Regions from separate parts of the Bombyx mori genome. Here region 1 is linked to region 2. Evidence: chromatin contacts called from public Hi-C data. All regions are on one chromosome and are shown on one strand. Each heading gives the region's core, a stretch centred on a gene start, on an enhancer-like site or on the middle of the called end of the contact. The rest is flanking DNA. Distances are from core to core; before and after follow the strand shown.

Region 1 (3,635 bases), core at 1,050-3,549, 600 kb after region 2:
CAAGTGTGACCAGATTTCATTTGACGAATCTACTGCTTGTGAAGGTTGAAATCTACTGAATTCTACCAAAAGAGAACGAGAAATATTAGAAATCTATTATACTTTTTTTGCTGTCGTGTTACAACGTAAAAACATTAATGTTTCCTTGATTAAATAATAAAAATAACAAAGAAACCACCATTTATTCAAGGGACCAAGGTTTTTTTTTTTTAAATTAAATTCTAAATAAAAATATAATAAAAAAATTAAAATAAGAAAATGAAAATTAAACTTAAAATTCTTCGTCTATAAGTTGGGTAACATTTTCATAAAGTTGTTTTGAATCCATGAATTTGATAATACTTCTGTCAGGATCAAATGTGCGACATCCCCCTTCCAACTGTCGTAGCCCCTCTTTTCCATGCATTATTGCAGCAACATTCTTATTATTAAATCGATTTCGATCTTGATTTTTAATCCTGTTAATATTATAAATTATTCTTTCTACTTTGGCGTTTGACAAAGATAGTATCGGCTTGCTATTCGCATCACAGATTCGGCTTTATCCACCATAAAAGATTAAGACGTCGAACTAGAAGTTGACAATAAATTAGACACGGAATCATCTAATTTTAATTTCATAAATTTTTTGTCAACAATTTGCATGTTTTGTATTACAACTACAAGGATATCGTGATGAATGGGACATCATGATACCTTTGTGTATATTTATGTTTCGTTTTAAGCTCGATTATAAAAATTCTCAATGAAGGAATTCCCAATAGTCTAGCACACTATGCTCACGGCACGAATGGTAACGAAAAGAATGAAAATTAAATAGTAAATTAAATACATTCGATGAAAGGGGGAATACCCCGAATTTATACAAAATGTCAAAAAGTACGAGAATAAATAAGCGTGAATTCTACTAAAATATACCAAATAATTTTTACATACTAAATTCTGTTGCCAGTACCTCAAAATCTACCAAAAAGTAGATATCTACTAAATCTGGTCATGCTGGTGACAGCTGTCAATTTTCTTAAGTAGTTCCATTTTACCAAAAGGACAGGCAAAAGTATCAATCCATACAACCTAATCTTTTGTACATTTTGTTTTATGAAAAGTGATATGGAGCGAAATAAAATAAAATTAATTAATCTGAGACTTTAATTAGTTGGGGTGAAATTAATGGAAACAAGATGATATTGCATAAAATATAATCTCAATAAAAATGTGATTATTTACTGAGACTTTTTCAATGAACTTCTTGGAAGATCCCGTGTAGATATGTCCAGACTCCAGCGGCTTGTTTCATTTTCCCACATTTGTGCAAGAGATAATAAACAGATAATGAATTACCATTACGATTAGTACTCATTTAAACCCAAATAAACCCCAAATTAAAGAAAACAATTCACACAACTTCGCTCCTCGCAGTTTCGCCAAAAACTCCTCAAATTTCTTAATTTTTTCAGATTTTGTGGCCTGTATTTTTTTTAATATTTTATGTCTCAATTTTCATTAAGTTTATTCTAAAAAGTAAAATGCCTCTCATCAAATGGTTATTTTTGAATAAATACATATATCACAATGTACATGTATTAGTTCATTTTCTTACAGTGAAATGTATCATCAAATTCAACAGGTATGTCTTGCCAGCTAAGTTTATGGATTTATGAAACCAACATAATCTAAAAATTATAGTGCGCTTTGTTCGAGTTAAATACAAAGACGAAACTCTGTCAATATTTTATTTTTTAGGAGAGCTTGAAGTGTGATCTTGTGAGAATTGTTTTAATTTATCAATTTGGAGTTTATAACTACTGAAAAGGACATGTCGAGGAATTTAATTATTCACTTTTCTTATCTGCCATAGTATATTTATTTATCAGATGTACAAAAGAATATAATAACAAAAAAATAGTCAATATTCATGTATAAAGGTATCAGTATCATTTATTATTAATCAGCATCTATAATGCAATGGAATCCAATTAGTAGGCATGGTTTAAAATTGTATGATATTACTGAGATTTTTATTATTCCGTTTCATTTTAAATCTAAATTTTAACTTTGTACAATATAGGAAACCGATGCGCTTGATTTTTTTTAGTTAGTTGCATGAAGGTATACTGTCTAGTAAAAATAAACGTTTTTGGTTAAGAGGGAAAAGCTTAAAATAAAATAATTAAGATTACGAACTAATTACAAAAAAAATATCTATAGCTACAGTCATTTACAGTTACAAGCCGGCTCTATAGGCTATGCTGTGTTCGCCTAAACAGTGGCCAAAACAAACAAATGACGTTGTTGCTGTCATTTTTTGAGTTTGTGATTGAGAGATTCGCTTTACACATATCGTCGTGTTGGTGTTTATTGTGTAGAACATTCAGAAAATTATTTATTGTGAAACTATTCAAAAGTTTTAACATGTGAGTGATGAGTTGTACGGAAAATGAAAGTGGCCCTTTTGTCGTGTTCTTCTTACCAGCAATTGTCGGCTGTCTGACTATACTTTTAGCTAGACGCTGGGCAAATTCTCAAGTTAGCAATACTTCATCAACAGCCGTCTCAAGACGGCGGAAAATTATTAAAGACCCGCTCATTAAGAGACCTTTGCCTCCTATCGCTTGTAAAATGGTTCACCCTGGAGCGAAAAAGGCCACAGGGACGAATAATAAGAAGGTAAATGTGGATTCTCTTTTTCATGTAGGATACTGGCTTATGATTCTATAAATAGATAGTTTATCGATTTGTAATTGATTAAACTGATTAAAAAAACAAGTGAGGTTTCAACCTTGGATATTAACAAATTAAATATAACAAAATTGTTGTGAGTTTTCCATAAATTTGTAAACACAATTTTACATTAAATTGAATGGCTAGGGAAATTTTCTTAAAGATGTTAATAGTGTGTTTATAATTTACAGTGTACATACCCAGTTGAGGATGATGTAAGTGGGGGGAAACGTGTTGGCCGTCAAACTAGGGTGACTCCAAATACAGCGCCAACAGTAACACTAGCAGATATCAAGCTAGCTGAAGGACCCATACCACCGAAACACATTCCATTCCCACATATACCCCAAGATGGACCGTTACTATTTGAAGTACTGATGTTTATGTTCACACTGGCAGCAACAGGACTACAGTTTTTGAACCTGTATAGGACCACTTGGTGGCTACCAAATTCATACACAAACCAGGCTATGGTGAGTGTACACCTCTATTTGTTTCATTTTAAATTAGTGGAACCCAGTTAACCATTGAGATTTTCGCTAAGTATTTACTAATAGCATTACCAGCTTTGAAGAAATGCTGATAATTGGAAGACATTGTTAAAATACACAAATTAGGAACCGTAGTAACATTATTTTCAAAATAATGCTATTATTATATATTAAAATCTTCAGGGAAGAATTTTTCATAGTACAAAAAATGTAAATTGAATTTTTTTTTAATTTGTTCATTTTAGAATGAAAATAATTCAATAAGTTAAAAAAACGAACAAAAATAGTGGCTATTCATTTAAAAAAAAGATATGCCCACAAGTGTCGTCATTTAGCGTAGAATTATATATATGAACAATTAAAAAAGGATACCATATCTGCCAAAGTCCCTGAAGAGATTAAGATGTACTTCAATGTATGTAT
Region 2 (4,127 bases), core at 532-3,031:
TCATCCGAACTTTGTGGTTTCTGTTCGGTTTGTTCCTCTTTTTTTGAGCTGTCAACTTTATCTTCATTCTTTACTTCAGAAGACTGAGGTTCAATCTTAGTTTCCTCCTTAGTGTCTTTTGGTTTCTCAACTTTAACCTCTGAAACAATTTCTGTTGGTGATGCTTTCTCTTGTAATTGACTGTCTTTTGCTGTTTCTGGCTTACTGTCACTCTGACTCGGAGCAACATCAGCTGCCGGTGATGGTTTAATTTCTATTGGTTTTAAAGGTGACTTCTCAGGTGGTTCATTAGCTGTTGCCATTTTAGGTTGTGTAGAGCCTTCTGTCTGATTATTAGAGTTTGATGTTTCAGATTTTTGAGGTGGCCCACTCCAGGTCTTCTCAGGTGGTTTAGGGGTACTAGGTGATGTCTTAGCAATATCTTGTTTTTCCTTATTGCTCTCTGGATTTTGAGGTTTCAATGGACTCGGAGTGTTTGTGCCAGATTTTGTAGAATCTATGGTACCATTGGCAGGACCAGTTGAATCAGCATCTTTCTTTTCAGGAGTTCTCGTTAGAGCTAGTGGCTGGGATGTATTTGCCTTATCTTGCACTAAACTCAATGGTGAACTTGTAGTTTTACTTGGACTCGCTGCTACAGCAGGAGCCACAGAATTCTGTGTGACATGGGACAGGTTGCCATGGTGACTCATGTTCTGAGCCATCTGAGCCATGTTTGCAGATATGGGAGCCATGGAAGGTACTGCGTGTGGCAGCAGCGGAGGCGCCGGAGCGTGGTGGGTCAGATTGTGCCCAACTAAGTTGTTCCCGAGATGAAGAGAATTCTGCGCACCTTGGGGGTGTCCTACAGCGTGGTTCACAGTGGCTACGTTGCCTTTGGCGGGACTAGATTGTCCACCGGGCTGCGGAACCCCCGGTTGTGCCAACACAGGTTTCAAAGCAGAATTCATAATGAACGCGTATGCGTCCACAAAGCGAGCTGAAACATAAAGTTAAAACAGTTTACAAGTATGTTTTGGTTACGATGTAACGCATTGCAATGTCTTTGACCCAAAACAATATTTCATACATAGTAGAGATAAATGCGGCGCGCGCGTAAGAACGCGGGGAGCGCTCTCAACCTCGATCCCGCCGTTCTAAAAACTACTGATAATAATTGGTTACATATTTACCACTAGCTGTTTTGGTGACAATAGCCCATGAAATAGACGGCAACGACTACCCGCGAACGATTTAGCAACAAAAAATAATGCGTTGCTATAACCAGGAACTTCCTTGATACCCGCCGAAGACTTCAACTCTCACACTTGCACTTTAAAGTTTCAATTCACTAAAAATACGCAAGATCTAAATTGCAGCAAAACAATTCCATGATTTATTAGCACTTTTAACCATGAATTTCCATTCACTTCACTCCAGAACAAGTACATAACAGGCACAGTAGTTTAGAGATGGCGTCGGCATAACGCGCATGCGCCACCCTCTTCCGAAACCCGCCAATCACCGACAAAGAAAACGTGTGACGAAACGAACTGCAAACGAATTCTTCTGAGAAATGCTTCTCTCTCACACAAACTTTAACCTATAACGCTATCTCTTCTCAACAAAAGTTTTTGAACCAATAGACTAGACCTAGATAACATTTGAATTTATTGAATATTAGGAAACATAATATTTTTGTCCTTATCTAAATAGCGTTAACTGTCTCTTACATAAATCTTATAATAACTATTAAAATGTTTAAAAACCTGCTTTTTCATTTCAACTAAAATATTCGTAATCAACATGTTTTCTGCTGTAGCAACGGCCACGTCGAAAAGTAGCTATTTTTTTGTATGTTCATTAATAGAAGGGCTTTCCGATGGGGAACAAACCAAAAGCCTACGACTAAATCAAAGAATCCTATAGAAAGACCTGTTCAGATAATGGTGTATGATTTTTGGCCCAAAGGTATAAGTTGTTTTATTCACTCTTGAGCATCATCTCTTTTTTTGTAGCCTTTTTTTCTTCCTAGGTACCTATTCTAGTGACCTCAAGGGGTCATACTAGATTCATCGAATGAGTAGGTGAGGTCATGGGCTCTAACCTGAGGTTTGTAGCAAGCATTACCTACTCTCCTGTATTTAAATTCAGATACATTTTTTTTATACAATTAGGCCTCCATGACACTTTTAATTAAAAAGTGATTTTATCGAGCGACAACCTTACATTGCGCGAGTGATCGCAAGCTAGGATTACCTTACGTTGACTTCTTATTTCACACACGATTCTAAAATCAAACAATATCCGCATGAAAGATTATTCTGCTGTTCGTGTATTTTACTCCATCGTATAGGGAGTGCTCTCTGAAATTGTTTGAGATAATGGCGTGGTCTTTTTATCATCACAGCACACGCTATTAAACTTTACTATAGCAAATTAAATCTCTATTAAACGGAACGACTGTACTTTCATATATCATTTTTATCACGTACTATCACGTTTTGGAACGAACTCTACCTCTACGGTGTTCCTTCAGCGCATTGATGACCTTTTTCAATCAAAGCTTAACTTGACTTTGACTTGGCAGCAGCTTGGCTGCTGATATTGCTGATCTCTCATTGTCAATGACGATTAATCACTTAGCGTCAGATGAGCCGTGCGTTAATCTGTCCTCAAGTGAAATTTGAATTAGTAACGTCAATACTTTATGCTATTTGAAAATTGACATGGCTTTGAAGAGAAGACGCCGGGTGTACTTTTATTTTGAGCGATGAGATGATGCCTGCAGGAAAATTCCCTAGCATTTTTAAAATCAAACACGTACCGATCACAATATGTTCACAATGACTTCAGCATCAAGGAATAATGCCGGTAATAAAAATGAAACCCTGAAAAAGTATAACTTGGGTAATAAAGAGGACAGGGCACCTTGAACGCAACCCGCAAGGGTAGGATCATCAATCACCATGCCTATTTCTTAGTTTTGAGAAGGATGAGATAACCGTTATACTTTAAGTACACTTGAGATATTCTAGTTTCTGGCCTGAAGGTGGGCTACGGTATCTATGTTTTTATATCTATGGGCCCCGGAAAGCACTAGGTGAGTTCGTTCACCCGCATAAGCAATAAATAAAAATAGAACTCGATAAACCATATCCAGAGATTTTAATTCATATCTTTACCCTTGTTCTTGACAGTATAGGGGGGGGGGGGGTGTAATAAACCATGAAAAAAATTTTTTTTAGCAGTAGGCAGCGGCTTGGCTTTGCCCCTGGCATTGCTGAAGTCCATGGGCGACGATAACCACTCACCGTCAGGTGGGCTGTATGCACGTCTGACTACAAGGGCAATAAAAAAAAAATTGGTACCTCAAGCGTTCGACGAGTAAATTAACCCACAGACACAGGCCACTGAGTTTCTCACCGGATCTTCTCAGTGAAAAAAAAAATTTTTATGAACATTTATGCACATAGTCTGTGCTGTTAAGCATAGATTATACACTTAAGGGGACTTTTTGGCGGGAACGCGAGGAGTGAAGTTGTGTGATTTGTTTTATTTTGTCTATTTAGTGTTTCTTCAGGTTTAAATGTGTAATAACGGTGGTTTATTAACTGTTTAATATCTGTGAAAGTGCACAAATGTGGGAAAATGAAACAAAGCCGCTGGACGCAACTTCTCGGGATCCTCCAAAAAGTCCACTGAAAAAATCTTAGTAATTTACCACCATTTTACTGAGATTATATTTCATCCCATATCATCTCAATTCATTTCATTTCATCCCAGTTGATTAGTGTCTCAAATTAATCATCTTCATTTCATTTCATTTATCTCCATATTATCATTTTTCAATATAAATTAAAATAAGACATGACTTAAAGGTCTTAGTTACCAGGTCATAAAATCCCATAAAAAAAATTATACACTTAATATTTGAGTTTGAGACTGCTAAACCCGGAAATTAATTTTTGTCGCATGTTTATATTTTTTTGAATCTTGTAAATATCAAATATCACATAGAAACTTTCTGCAAACCGAAATGGTAATATTGCACACTAAATTAAATGAAATCTTAAGTATCATTCATTTAATGAATAAAATAAACTACACGACGAATTATAATTTGTTTTTGTTGCCCGATTACCCAC

What was found. A called contact is a pair of places that touch in the nucleus more often than the background predicts.
Region 1: a Hi-C map of posterior silk gland shows a contact between it and region 2, with 1.6 times the contacts expected there. The contact joins the promoter of LOC101742012 here to the promoter of LOC101741061 in region 2. A contact is called at or near these places in 4 of 7 Hi-C or Micro-C datasets (middle silk gland, posterior silk gland and whole pupa).

The regions. Positions count from the first base shown.
Region 1 is chr23:2,309,102-2,312,736 of ASM3026992v2, forward strand. It overlaps LOC101742012 (transmembrane protein 39A), which reads left to right and starts at 2,300. Exons shown (of 8, transcript XM_004925427.5): 1 at 2,300-2,667; 2 at 2,913-3,194. The coding sequence starts at 2,422. LOC101741763 (membrane-bound transcription factor site-2 protease) reads right to left here and starts at 14. Exons shown (of 2, transcript XM_012689809.4): 1 at 1-14.
Region 2 is chr23:1,711,744-1,715,870 of ASM3026992v2, forward strand. It overlaps LOC101741061 (muscle M-line assembly protein unc-89), which reads right to left and starts at 1,782. Exons shown (of 9, transcript XM_012689812.4): 1 at 1,173-1,782; 2 at 1-979. The coding sequence starts at 950. LOC119630347 (protein PBDC1) reads left to right here and starts at 3,861. Exons shown (of 3, transcript XM_038019415.2): 1 at 3,861-4,021. The coding sequence starts at 4,019.